Regions from separate parts of the Sus scrofa genome. Here region 2 is linked to region 1. The links are chromatin contacts, called in public HiChIP or PLAC-seq maps. All regions are on one chromosome and are shown on one strand. Each heading gives the region's core, a stretch centred on a gene start, on an enhancer-like site or on the middle of the called end of the contact. The rest is flanking DNA. Distances are from core to core; before and after follow the strand shown.

The links. HiChIP or PLAC-seq counts read pairs in DNA pulled down with a chosen protein or histone mark.
Region 2: a contact with region 1 is called in an H3K27ac HiChIP or PLAC-seq map of skeletal muscle, with 4 times the contacts expected there. The contact joins two enhancer-like sites. A contact is called at or near these places in 2 of 2 datasets of contacts at active chromatin or transcription factors (alveolar macrophages and skeletal muscle).

What each region holds. Positions count from the first base shown.
Region 1 is chr13:125,681,392-125,687,428 of Sscrofa11.1, forward strand. No RefSeq gene overlaps it. Among named protein-coding and RNA genes, the nearest start is that of LPP, 98 kb to the right of the region's middle. Within about 2 kb of position 2,605, at least 46 of the 83 cell types and tissues checked have an H3K27ac peak or open chromatin away from gene starts, as enhancers often do. A contact at or near this core is called in skeletal muscle, where this site is marked.
Region 2 is chr13:125,491,373-125,497,409 of Sscrofa11.1, forward strand. No RefSeq gene overlaps it. Among named protein-coding and RNA genes, the nearest start is that of BCL6, 100 kb to the left of the region's middle. Within about 2 kb of position 3,414, at least 10 of the 83 cell types and tissues checked have an H3K27ac peak or open chromatin away from gene starts, as enhancers often do. A contact at or near this core is called in skeletal muscle, where this site is marked.

The sequences.
Region 1 (6,037 bases), core at 1,355-3,854:
AGTGTGAGGACCAAGTTCAAGTTCTTCACAAGCCTGTTGCAGAGACAGCAGTGCCGGCACTGGACTACAGAACTCAGGGTCTGAACACAGAGCGAGCTCATTGCTCTGCCCCAGAGCCCCTCAGGTGTTCGTTAAGGGCAAGCAGTCATCCTTGCTCTCCTCCCAACAGGGGCCCAAGCTGCTCTGCAAAGGGTCCTGCCTCCTCAGTGTGGTGGTGCCACAATGGGGGGACAAGGCAGTGAGCAGTGCGCTCTCGGAATAAGAAAAGGAAGGAAGCAATAGAGAGGAAACAGGGAGAAGACCACCAGTATGCCATCAGTGGCACAGCAAGCTCGGGCATGTGTACAGTAGGTGCCCTGCAAAGGACAGGCTCTCTGAGATGAGATGGCATCACCGTGTCTTTACTTTTCAACCCCGGATGCATTTTAATAACATCCTGTTAAAAAGGACTGAAGATGAGGCTTCTTAACCGCATCTGAGCAGAACGACTTGTGTACAAAATCCTCAACTCGAAAAGAGAAATGAACCAAAGCAGCCAGTCTTAATTCTCTCCTGGGAGAAAGTGTCACTGCTTGTTTGAAAAGCATCTCAAACCCAACGGCACTTGAAATCCTGTGGTCTGAGTGGCCCTCTGGAGAGCCAGGCCTCCAGACCCTAGGAAGGGGAATACAGCCCATCTGGAGCTCTGCCTGTGGAAGGAGCACTTTCCTGATTTGACTGAAATGGGGAGGAAGATGCTTTCCCTCCACCTCTGCCTGTGCATGCTACCAGCTCACACTGCTAAAGCCCTGCCTCTCTGATGCTCAAAAGCCTTCCATGGCTCCTGGCTTCTTTCACTTGAGCCCCTTCTTCCCTTTGACACCCAGAGCCTCTAAAGTCTGGTGTTCGCCTCTATACTAACAAAGCTCCTCTCTCCCAGATGTACACACTAACCATGCCCATCCCTTCATGGGCCAAGCCAGCCCAAAGTTGTCCCTCCCTGCCCACCTGCCCACTACCACTTCTCCTGGAAACCACCTCCCCACTCTCCAAGCTTGTCACTTCCCGGGAGTTCCCGTTGTGGCTCAGCAGATTAAGAAACCCACTAGTACCTTGAGGATGCAGGCTCATCGAAGATGCTGCTCAGATCCTGCGTTGTTGTGGCTGTGGTGTAGGCCGGCAGCTGCAGCTGCGATTCAGCCCTAGCTGGGGGACCTCCATATGCCACATGTGCAGCCCTAAAAAGAATAATAATAATAGTAAAATATCACTTCCTGAACTCCAAGCCTTTCTGCACCCCAAATGTCTCCCCTCACCCCTGGCCTTCAATGAACACTGCTCTGGTCACCTATTCAAGAGGAATTTCCCTTTCTCTCAACTCTAAGAACATTTTCCCCATGATTTTCTCAGGGCTCCTAACTTTCTCCTTCGCATTTTGTTCACTGTGTGACTCTCATGGCTCGGCTTTGGACAATACCCTCGAGGTGGTGCCTTGGTGGGTGACACACAGGGTCACCTGTAGATGCAAAGGAACTGGCTTGAGGGACTGAGTTCATGGTCACGGGGAGAGCACAGGCGGCTGAAAGTTCTGCCAAGTTTGCTTTAGGTGGAGAGCTGGGCTGGCTGACCTGTTTCCTGGTAGCTCCAGGGTTTCATGCGTCTGTGCGTCTGCGAATAAGCAAAGTGAAAGGCCACACTAAGCATCTCTTCTGCTCCTAGCCCGTCTCAGGTTTAGGGAGATCTCTTAGGGATCAGTGCTTTAAATCACCCCTCACGGCTGCAGAGCTGCGCCGCTTCCAGGAGCTGAGGAATGCTGACCTGACCATGGTTTCCCTAGGAGCCTTCTCTGTTGCTCTACTGGCCAGCAGTGTTTTTCCTCTGCACCCTCCGAAGTCTCCCAGGCCCTCTGGCCTGCTGGGCACTGGTAAGGAGTCTGGAGAGAGTCGCCCTGCTCCTAGGAGTGCGCCAGTGCCAGTGGCCCGGCCCCCTCGGCACCAGCACCAGGCTTCTTTCTGCCCACTTTCTGCCTTTCTGCAACGACAGAACTCAGCGCTGGGAGTTCTGTGGTCACAAGGAGGAGACAACTGGGTGCAGGGCAGGGACGAAAGGCACAGAGCCATCCCTCCCCTCGCACACCCTGCAGAGACGGGAGAGGGAATTTGACTTGAGCCTGTTTTCGGGGTTATTCGGCATCAAACAGCATGGAGGCCTGAAATCTGGCCAAGGCTTTGTTTTGTTTTGTTTTTTTCCTTTCCTCCAATCAGCCCAGGGCACTGGGGAGTGGAGGGCACGGAGGGGGTGGGGGCTGCTCCCAGGCTGGGGCTGAGAGGGATTGCTGAGCCTGCAGAAGTGGCCCATTGAGAGCTCTGGCTCACAACAGAGGGGCGGGTGGCACCCCGGCCTACCCCCACAAGGGCAGCTCTGTCCTGTGGGCACAGGGCTCCATCCCAGCCCCACTGGCTGGGAGAGAACAACATTTCCTTATAAGGCCCCGACCGCCTTGCCAAGGCTGGATGCTCCGACAGACTGTAGCTTTCCATTCTCCTCGCAGGCTCCAGTGCAGGCCTTGAATGTAGCCCTTGTTGTCAGGCCCCTCCTCTCCTCCATGGCCCCCACCCCACCCGCTTCCATTCCCGGCCAGGGCCAGCCCTACCGAGCAGGATAAACAGCCCAGAGGCCTCTCCCACGCAGGGCCTGCCTGGTTCAGGCCTGCTGGAGGCAGCACAGGGTAGCAGGAAGAGCCACAGGACACTGGTCCAGCCGGCCCTGCAATTGCTTTCCCCGTGCCTGTGACTTCAGCAAAGGTTCAGACTTCTGTGAACCTGTCTCCTCATCTAGAAAGCTCAGATCTCATTGCCACAGGGTCCAAATTCTTTGCATTGCATTCAAGGCCCTTCCCCACCAGGCTACCTTCACAGCCGCAACTCTCCTTGCTACCCAACCCCCCCAGCCAGGTTCCCCAGACTCCTCTTCTCTTCCCCACCAGGCTTTTTCGGAGTTGTCTAGACTTCAAACAGGTGGAATGACCCCCAACCCCCCACCCCATTAAATGCCTGGGGAACTCCACTCCCCAGGGCAGGGCCCACTCCCCACTAAGTGTGCCTTCTTCCCCCCCCAAGGAAAAGTGAAGCATTTCTTTCTCTTCTCCCTTCCACATTTGCATGCACTTCTCTTAGAACCTTTCAATTTTGCAATTGCAATATGTTTACATGCCTTTTCCTTTATCAGATGATGAGCTTCCTGAGGCTCAAATGGAGCCTCTTTGTATTCCTGGTATATCCCTGTACCAGGTACCCAATCGCTGCTTCATGAAAGGTCATCATGAAAATATCTATATGTGCAGTGCTGGGCAAGCTCTAAAGAGACAACTGATGCACAAATATCTTGTCAACTGTAAAGTGCTGTGCACCTGTGAAGCGTAACATCTGTGTCGTGCTGCCCTCTACCCCAGTTATGCCATTATGACCCCTTTTTCTATCTGCCCAGTTCTGGATCCTGAATTCTGAGCTTACTGCAAGCCCTCAGATGTTTAACTATCTAAGATAGTACTGGTCCTTAATGCTGGTGTTGGGGACTAAAGGGGTTTCTGGGAGTTAGCCAATCATTTCCATACTGCCTTCCATGAAGAGGTCACACAGCAACACAAATGGAGTAAATGAAGGGGCTCTAAGTCCTCAGCCCCCTGTACTTTTACATTTATACATCCTAGGTTCCCACAGCATTCTCAGGAAAAAATAATAAATATTAATAATAATAATACAATGGCTTTCAAAGTTAGAAGCACATTGATAAATCCAAGCCCAACATGTGACAGTTGAAGCAACTGAGCTTCAACTAACAGAAAAGTGGTTTTCCTAACATCACACGAGTCACACACAGAATCAGGAAAAACCTGGGGTCCCTAACTCTTGCCCACTAAAGCCTTGCCCGAAATTGTTGCCTGCTTAGGGCTGAGTAAGGATGGAGGTAGCTGCAGGTCCTATCAAGCTGAGTTCTTCTGGGTTTGGGATGTGTCCAGCTCCAAATTACGAATTCCAGTTTCCACTAGAACAAATCTTTCTGAAATAAGGATTCTGCAAATTATCAGGTCAGTGATTTGCAAACACAGCACAGCTAAGTACTGTAATAAGAATCTATTCCTTACCATCCTAGCAACAATTTTAAAGACAAAAATCTTATCCCAGGATGCAATGCCTTTTTTCCTATCCATGTACTCATTTTCTCAGAGATAATGATGACAGTACAAAGCCCACAGTTAATCATGAACCACATTCTAATACTACTATTTGCAACAGAGCCAAAATTAAGTTTTTGGTGGGTCTGCCTTCAGCTGCATCCAAGAGGATTTAGTTACTTGAACACCAAAAAATCTCATTATACTGAGGTTTCTTCTAGGAGATACCTAAAGGTAGACCCTGCAGGAAGCAAGAAGTAGAAGGGGAGTTCCCACTGTGGCACAGAGGGTTAAAGGAGCCCATGTTGCCGCAGCTGTGGCATAGGTCACAGCTGCAGCTCGGATTCAATCCCTGACCTGGGAACTTCCATATGCTATGGGTGTGGCCATAAAATTTTTTAAAAATCTAAAAACAAACAAACAAAAAAGAGAAGTAAAAGGAACTCTGGGCCTGGAGTTAGGAGCTCAAGCATTGTTCCCATCTCTGAAACTGACTGTGAACCCTAAAGCATGTCAACTGTCCTTGTAGGTCTTCAACTTGTCAATGACAAAATGGGAATAATGATGCCTTCGAGATCATTTCCAAAAGCAGTAAGAATTAGACCAACTAAATTATGTATAGGAGTTCCCTGTGTGGCTCAGCAGAAACAAATCTGTATTATCCATGAGGACAAAGTTTGATCCCTGGCCTCACTCAGAGGCTTAAGGATCTGGCATTGCGATGAACTGTGGTGTAGGTCACAGACAAGGCTCAGATCTGGCATTGCTGTGGCTGTGGTGCAGGCCAGCAGCTGTGGCTCTGATTTGACCCCTAGCCTGGGAACCTCCATATGCCTAGGGTATAGCCCTAAAACAAAACAAAACAAAACAAAACAAAAAGATTAGGTATATTAAAGTGCTCTATGGGAGTTCCCGTCGTGGCGCAGTGGTTAACGAATCCGACTAGGAACCATGAGGTCGCGGGTTCGGTCCCTGCCCTTGCTCAGTGGGTTAATGATCCGGCGTTGCCGTGAGCTGTGGTGTAGGTTGCAGACGCGGCTCGGATCCCGCGTTGCTGTGGCTCTGGCGTAGGCTGGTGTTACAGCTCCGATTCAACCCCTAGCCTGGGAACCTCCATATGCCGCGGAAGCGGCCCAAGAGATGATAACAACAACAACAACAACAACAACAACAAAAAAAAAGACAAAGTGCTCTATGGACAACAACAATAATAATAAACTATGAGCCTAAATGAAGACTAGTTATTACTAGGTAGTGGTTCTCCTCTTGGGGTTGTTCTTCTGGATACAGAAGAGAAAAACACTTCCTTTCAACCATCCAGCAATGCTTGCTCCATCCCCCAGCTCTCTCCAGACCACTGGCAGCCACAGGATTGCTGATCACTTTCCAGGAAATCATGAGAGGGGTGGGGCTGCTCTTTAGGAGAGTTGCTTCAAGGCACTGGAGGGCAGACAAAGGGAGCATTCTCTCACCCTGCTTTCCCCTCCACTTTCTTCTCAGGTACAAAGAGAAAGGATTTGTCCATGGATGGACATTTCGGGAGTTTTTTGGATGCAAACTGTTATATTTGGAATAGATGGGCAATGGGACCCTACTATACAGCACAGGGAACTTGTGTGATTGGGTCACTTTGCTGTATAAGAGAACTTGAAACATTGTAAATCAACTATACTTTAATAATAATAATTTTAAAAATAAAAAAAAAAACAAGAAAGGGTTTGTCAGGTTCAGGCTCTGGGCAAACTCTGGGTGTATTAGGGAAGTCACTTCTCTCCTCTGAGCCTCCATTTTCCAATATGTGAAAAGAAGAGGTTGAATAGAATGACATTTAAGTCTAGGAATAACAGCGTAATTTATTGCCAAAAAAAAGAAAAAAGAAAGAGA
Region 2 (6,037 bases), core at 2,164-4,663, 190 kb before region 1:
GCCCTTCTCCTGCCCTCACATCCAGTAGGTACAGGCAGCCAGTCTATTTTCCTGGGCAGCTCATCAGTCAGAGTGCTGTGTATTGTACCTCCATGTTAGGACACAGTCAAACATTAACAAGAAAATGTTTAAAAGGAAGGAAGGTTTAACTAACTGAGCAGAGGATGGAGTGCTTCTATGATGATTTCAGCACTGAAGCAGAAAAAGAGATGTTTGCTCTGTCATGCACACCTGTGGCCCTTGGAAGGGATGGACTAGGCTTCTGTTTAGTCATCTAGGGATTAGAAGCCACTGGTTCCTCCCTGCCATGCACAGTCCTCAAGACCACAGTTTTCTACAGAACAGCATTCCAAAGACACCCAGGAGGAGGCTATATGCCCACAGTAAAGAGTTTCTGATAGTTCAAACGTCTGCCATTCTAGGATTCATTTTGTCTTTGAGGGGCAGAGTGGGGAAATTAAGGGATTTGAATCCAAAATCTTGGGTTTGGCTGTAGGCTCTCTTTCCATGTGATATTGGGCAAGTCTCTTCAACCCTTTAAGTCTCTTTCTTTCCCTTTCTCTCTTTCCTTTCTTTCTTCCTTCCTTCTTTCCTTCCTTCCTTCCTTCCTTCCTCCCTCCCTTCTTCCCTCCCTCCCTCCCTCTCTCTCTCTCTCTCCCTCCCTCCCTTCCTTCCTTCCTTTTTTTCTTTCTTTCTTTCTCCTTTTTTAAGGGCTGCACCTGTGGCATATGGAAGTTCCTGGGCTAGGGGGTTGAATCAGAGCTGCAGCTGCCAGCTTATACCGCAGCCACATCAACACTGGAATCCAAGCCACATCTGAGACCTCTGCAGCACTTGTGTCAACACCAGATCCTTAACACACTGAATGAGGCCAGGGATTGAACCCACATCCTCATGGATACTAGTTAGGCTCTTAACCTGCTGGGCCACAACAGAAATTCCTTAAGTCAATTTCTGAATCAGTAAAATGGAGAAAAAAGTAACCCCTAAACTGTGTGTGTGTGTGTGTGTGTGTGTGTGTGTGTGTGTGTGTGTGTGTGTGTGTGCGTGCATGTTCATATATACCCATTATCTTCAGGATTAAATGAGCTAAAGTTTCTTCTGTAAACTGCATTAACTATTGTTCGTGTTGGGATGGTGTGCCCAAAGTTCTCTCCCAGTTGTCCAAGATAATAAGTTTGAAAGGTGACAGTTTTTTACTGCATTCAATTGTTTTGAATGTTAGATTACATAAATAGGTTTGAGTCTTTATTGACCAGTCAATATACATAAAAGAGTATAATACAGCTCTTAAGTACATCTATAAATATTGGGAAATGGACCTCTTGTCTTCCTTTTTAGCTTGGAATCTTTGTAATATGCTACAGATCCATATCCATGTTTCTTAGTAGTTTGCACCTCAGGCCACCAGGAACATATCAAGTTATATTCTAAAGAAATCACACCCAACCTAGTTCCTTTGCTGTTGTATCTTTGGCCATCCATCTACTTATTATTTTGTCCACCCATTAATTCACCTACTCAATGAACACATTTACTTTGTCCCTGCTCTATGCTATGAAGTATTAAATGTGGTCCCTTATCTAAAGAGGTCACAGCATGCTTGGGCATTTGAGAGATGTCCACACATAATAGCAACCTATGGAACAGTGAAGTACTACATGGTATGTACAAACAAGCTGCTTTGGAAACTTGAGCAGGGAGCAACTTCTGCTCCCCACTAGTAGGAAGAGGGAGAGGGTTCAGGGTAGGCTTTGCCTGTTCCAACTAGTAAAATTAAATTAAAATACACATAAAGGGTTAGCATGTGTGGGTTTTGGCTCCCTGGGTTTGGTTCCTGCTTTCCCCATTTCTTAGCTTTGTGGCTTTGGGCAGTTCTCTATTCCTCAGCTTTCTCATACTAGTACCTGTCTCCTGGAATTTTTGTGAAGATTAAGTGAGATAATGCAGTGTCTGACATGTAGTAAGTCAGTAAATGTGAGTTGATATTATTATTTCCCACAGAAGGTGGAGGCTAAGGTGAGCCTCTGTGGACGAGTAAAATTTCAAAAGATCACAGTGGAAAGCAAGGATGTTCCAAGCAGGGGGAACATTTGGAGCAAAGGCTCATGGGAAGAAAGTTTTCAGAGAAAGATGTCCAGCCCTTTGTGTTTGTACAGGGCAGTATGTGGGTGACCATGGGAATGTGTGGGGTTAGCAACAGTTGGAGATATGGCTGAAGAAGTAGGTCACCAGTCTTGGAAGGCTAAGGACTCTCATTTGGGTAGATAAAGGTTCCCAAAGAGGAGTGCATGCTCCCAGGAGGGTGTGCAAATCAAACTGGGATCTTCATTTATATTTAGTTTTATTTACATAAAAGAAGGTAAAGTTCCTATTATTGCCTACATAGATGGACTAGGGGACCCATGTTGGATCCCAAGGAAAATGAGTCCATCTCCAGCTAAGGTTATTCTGAGGGAGGGGTAGTGATGCTCAGCCCCTAGAGGGTCCATGAGCTCCCCATACTTCCATTCTCCTTCAGCTACTTTCTTGGATTTATGGAAGATTTACCTCGATTTTATGAAATAAATTCTCACTAAATGGACAAGTGCTTTTATAAGATTCCTGCACAGAACTCATGGAGTGAGAATAATTCTTGTAACAATTACAAGCCAACAACAAAACAATGATAGAGCTGATGTTTTCTCCTCTTCTTGGCTTCCCACTGGCTACATTTCAGGGGTTAAAGCCAATGATGATCTAATCACATATAACAAGCAGTAGGCAAAAAGAAAAAAAAAACTCAAAATTCTCAGAAAGAATGCTTGAAATATGGGTTTACACTCCTGTGATTAATGATAAACCCCTCGTAGAGTGTTGATTACGTCTTGGGATGATAGAAAAGATAATATGATGTTATAGGATTAGCAGGACTTTTAAAGTATTTTTTATTCCACATTTATCTCCTTTATAATTTATATTTTTCATTTATTTTTATAATGTGCATAATACACTGGCATGGTTTGACACACATGCAGACACACGTATTATGAATCCATTTGAGCACACAAATTATAAATCTTTTAATGGGTGGGGCTCCATACTCAGAAAGTTTGGAGACTGCTGATTAGGACTGTGAAAAACCATTATTGGAGGTTCTTAGTGTGAGACAAGATCAGAGCTGTGATTGAGGTGATAAACTTGATCACATTTTCTCAAGGGAAAAAAAAAAATCTTGCACAGGCAATCAGGGAGACAGAGTCTGAAGGAGAGTCATTAAACTTGGCTCTTCCTCTTTCAGAGATGTTCTCTCTTCCTTACTAAGGTAAACTTCCTCTACCCGCCAGCAGGAGCTCTGTAGGACATGTTCCCAGAGCCAGGCTTTCTCTGGCTGCCTGCACAGGAAGAAGACTGCCTAGAACACCCTTCAGCTAATTTCCTCTCTTCCACAGTTCTCGCTTTCTGAGAAGCCAATCCTAAGGCAATCCTCAGCATTGACTCAGAGCAGAAGTGACTGAGATTTTTGTTGTGACATGGAGCTCCAGCCTTTCCTACCTAAAGGTAGAATATCAGAATGGCCATCAGCAGGGGCTCTGGAGTTGAACTACCTATGTATGGCTAGTCCTATCGGATATTCCTGGACTCACCTTGGCCAGCCACTTGCTCTCTTTACACCACAGTTTCCTCATCTGTAAGTTGAGGTTAACCATCACACCTGGGTGGCAGTGGTGAGGAGTAAATAAAACAATGAATGTAAAAGACAGTGTATGATTTTTGGCATAGAATAAATTCCCAAGGAATGTGCATTCTTCTCATTACAAAGGAATGAATTGGAGCATGGTCTGAAGGGCCTCAGGGAAGAAACAAGGAAGGAGGCTTCCAGGAATACAGATCCTTTGATATCCTTAAAGCAATATCCAAACAAAAGTATAAATCTCTATGGAAGCTAGCATATTCAAGGCTGCCAGTTGTGTTGCGGTGGGGGGACGGAGGGGAGGTTGCTAAGATAGTTGCCTCTGAGTCACCCTCTCTCCTTGACTCATCTGTCACCTATGTCATCTCTGGCCATTGCCACAGTTTCTTGTGAGAAATTATGAAATAAATGGCCTGTTCAGTAATGCCTGGGTGACTAGGTGAACCCTGGGCATATGGCCAACTCTCTTTAAATATCCTTCGGTTTAGTGGACTCTACATAATTTAATTTCCTTAAAGGAAAAAAAATGCTAATAATCATGCTCAGGAGGACTTACAGATGCAAAATTAACATTCTGAGGCCTTACAGAGTAAGATTTGCCCGAAGGAAAAAGATGTGGTAGGTGGCAAGAGTGAATCCTGCTCATTCATAGACAGGTCCTTCTGTTTCCAGATGTAAGGAAGATCCTGGTGGGCAAGGGAAGGTAGTCATGGTAATAGTTAAGTCATCACCCCAATAACTTTGCTCATTTATACCAGGATGGAGAATTTCCAAAGTGCTTTCCTATGTGATGATGATGATGGTGATGATGACGGTAAATTCTTTTACTTGCCCCTTTATCACCTTTCTCCTTCAACCTCCCAGCCATTCCTGTGGAAGTATTATGATCCTCATTTTGCTTGTGACAAAACTGGAGCCCAGAGACTTTGAGGAACATGATCCCAATCACTCAGCTGGGAAGCAGCAGAGTCAGGCGAAAACCCAGGTCTCGTGGTTAAAACAAGCACTCTACCCCGGCTACCTCCCCATTTTGCTCATCTGATCTTCACAAAACACTCCAGATCCCTTTGGTGTGGAGGGAGGTTTCCTTTTCTGTCAGACCTTTTTCCTTTCCCAGGCAGATCTGGCCATTGCCTGAACATAGCTCTGTCAATTTCTCTGTGTTACTGAGCATTGCACCACAGGATGATGATCTTCACATGAGTGTCTCCCCTGGGGGTTGTGATCTTCTGAAGAACCGGGATACCATCTAATTCCTCTATACGCCTGGCTCCTAGCTCAGAGCCTGTGATGGGGCAGATGCTTATTGACTAAATGGTGAAAAAATGAATGCCTCCAAATGAAATTTTTTTTGTACTCCTCTCTGCTTCCTTCTAGGCCCAGCATAGGGCCCATGATGTTATCCATCTCTTCTGAACTTTTAGTAGAACCACAGACTTTCAGCCATATCCTTAGAGCATATATATCTTATCTCTTCAAAGGGTTCTTGATGGTAAATCTTACATCTGAGTGTCCGATGGGTCCCTTATGAGATCTAGGCTGATTCTAGGGAGAGTGGGCATATGGTGAGTATCCCTGACTATGTCCACATTGTTGCCTGCACTTTGGAAAGAGCGGGCAGAACAGGTTGGGGGTAGAGCCCAAGGAGTCTTGGCAGAGACTTAATTGGAAAGAGACAGAAGAGCAGATGGACAGGAGACCAGTTTTACCTGGCTTATCAGCAGGCCCCTTTCACAATCACTGAGACTCTGCCTCACGGACACTTTTGCAGATGGGGAATTCCTTGAAGCCAGACAATAGATCTGTGAAGTGGTGGATTCAGGGTGAAAAATTATCACTGCAAATTATTTGTGTAACAAATACGTGAACTAGAGGTTCATTGCCAGAAAGGGGCAGATGTAAGGGACTTTGTGAGCCCATTGGATGTGAGAGGAAAAAACCAGGAAGCTGGGACACTGAGATGGTTAATGAGTGAGCTGGTGAACTAGTAAGTTAGTCTGCTTAAATGAGGGGGGAAGACTGTGGTTAAAAATAAATACATTAAAGGAGGTAACGACCAACACTTTCACCAAGTTCCTGTGGCTTTTGGCCCAACAATTCCACTGTTGGAGATTTATTGTAAGAAAATAATCCACGCCTAGGAAAAGGGATGGCAGAAAGGTGCCCAGAGGAGTATTATTGATAATAGAAGTGAACTAGAGATAATATAAATGTCCAAGGATAATTTCAAAATGCTGATATAAATGACAATATAATCACCAAAGTTATATTTTGAAGCCATTCAAATAGGTCATTATAAAGACCACTTTGGAATTGTTCATTGTGTGGTGCTTATGACAAAGATTAGAATGCAAAATTATATTT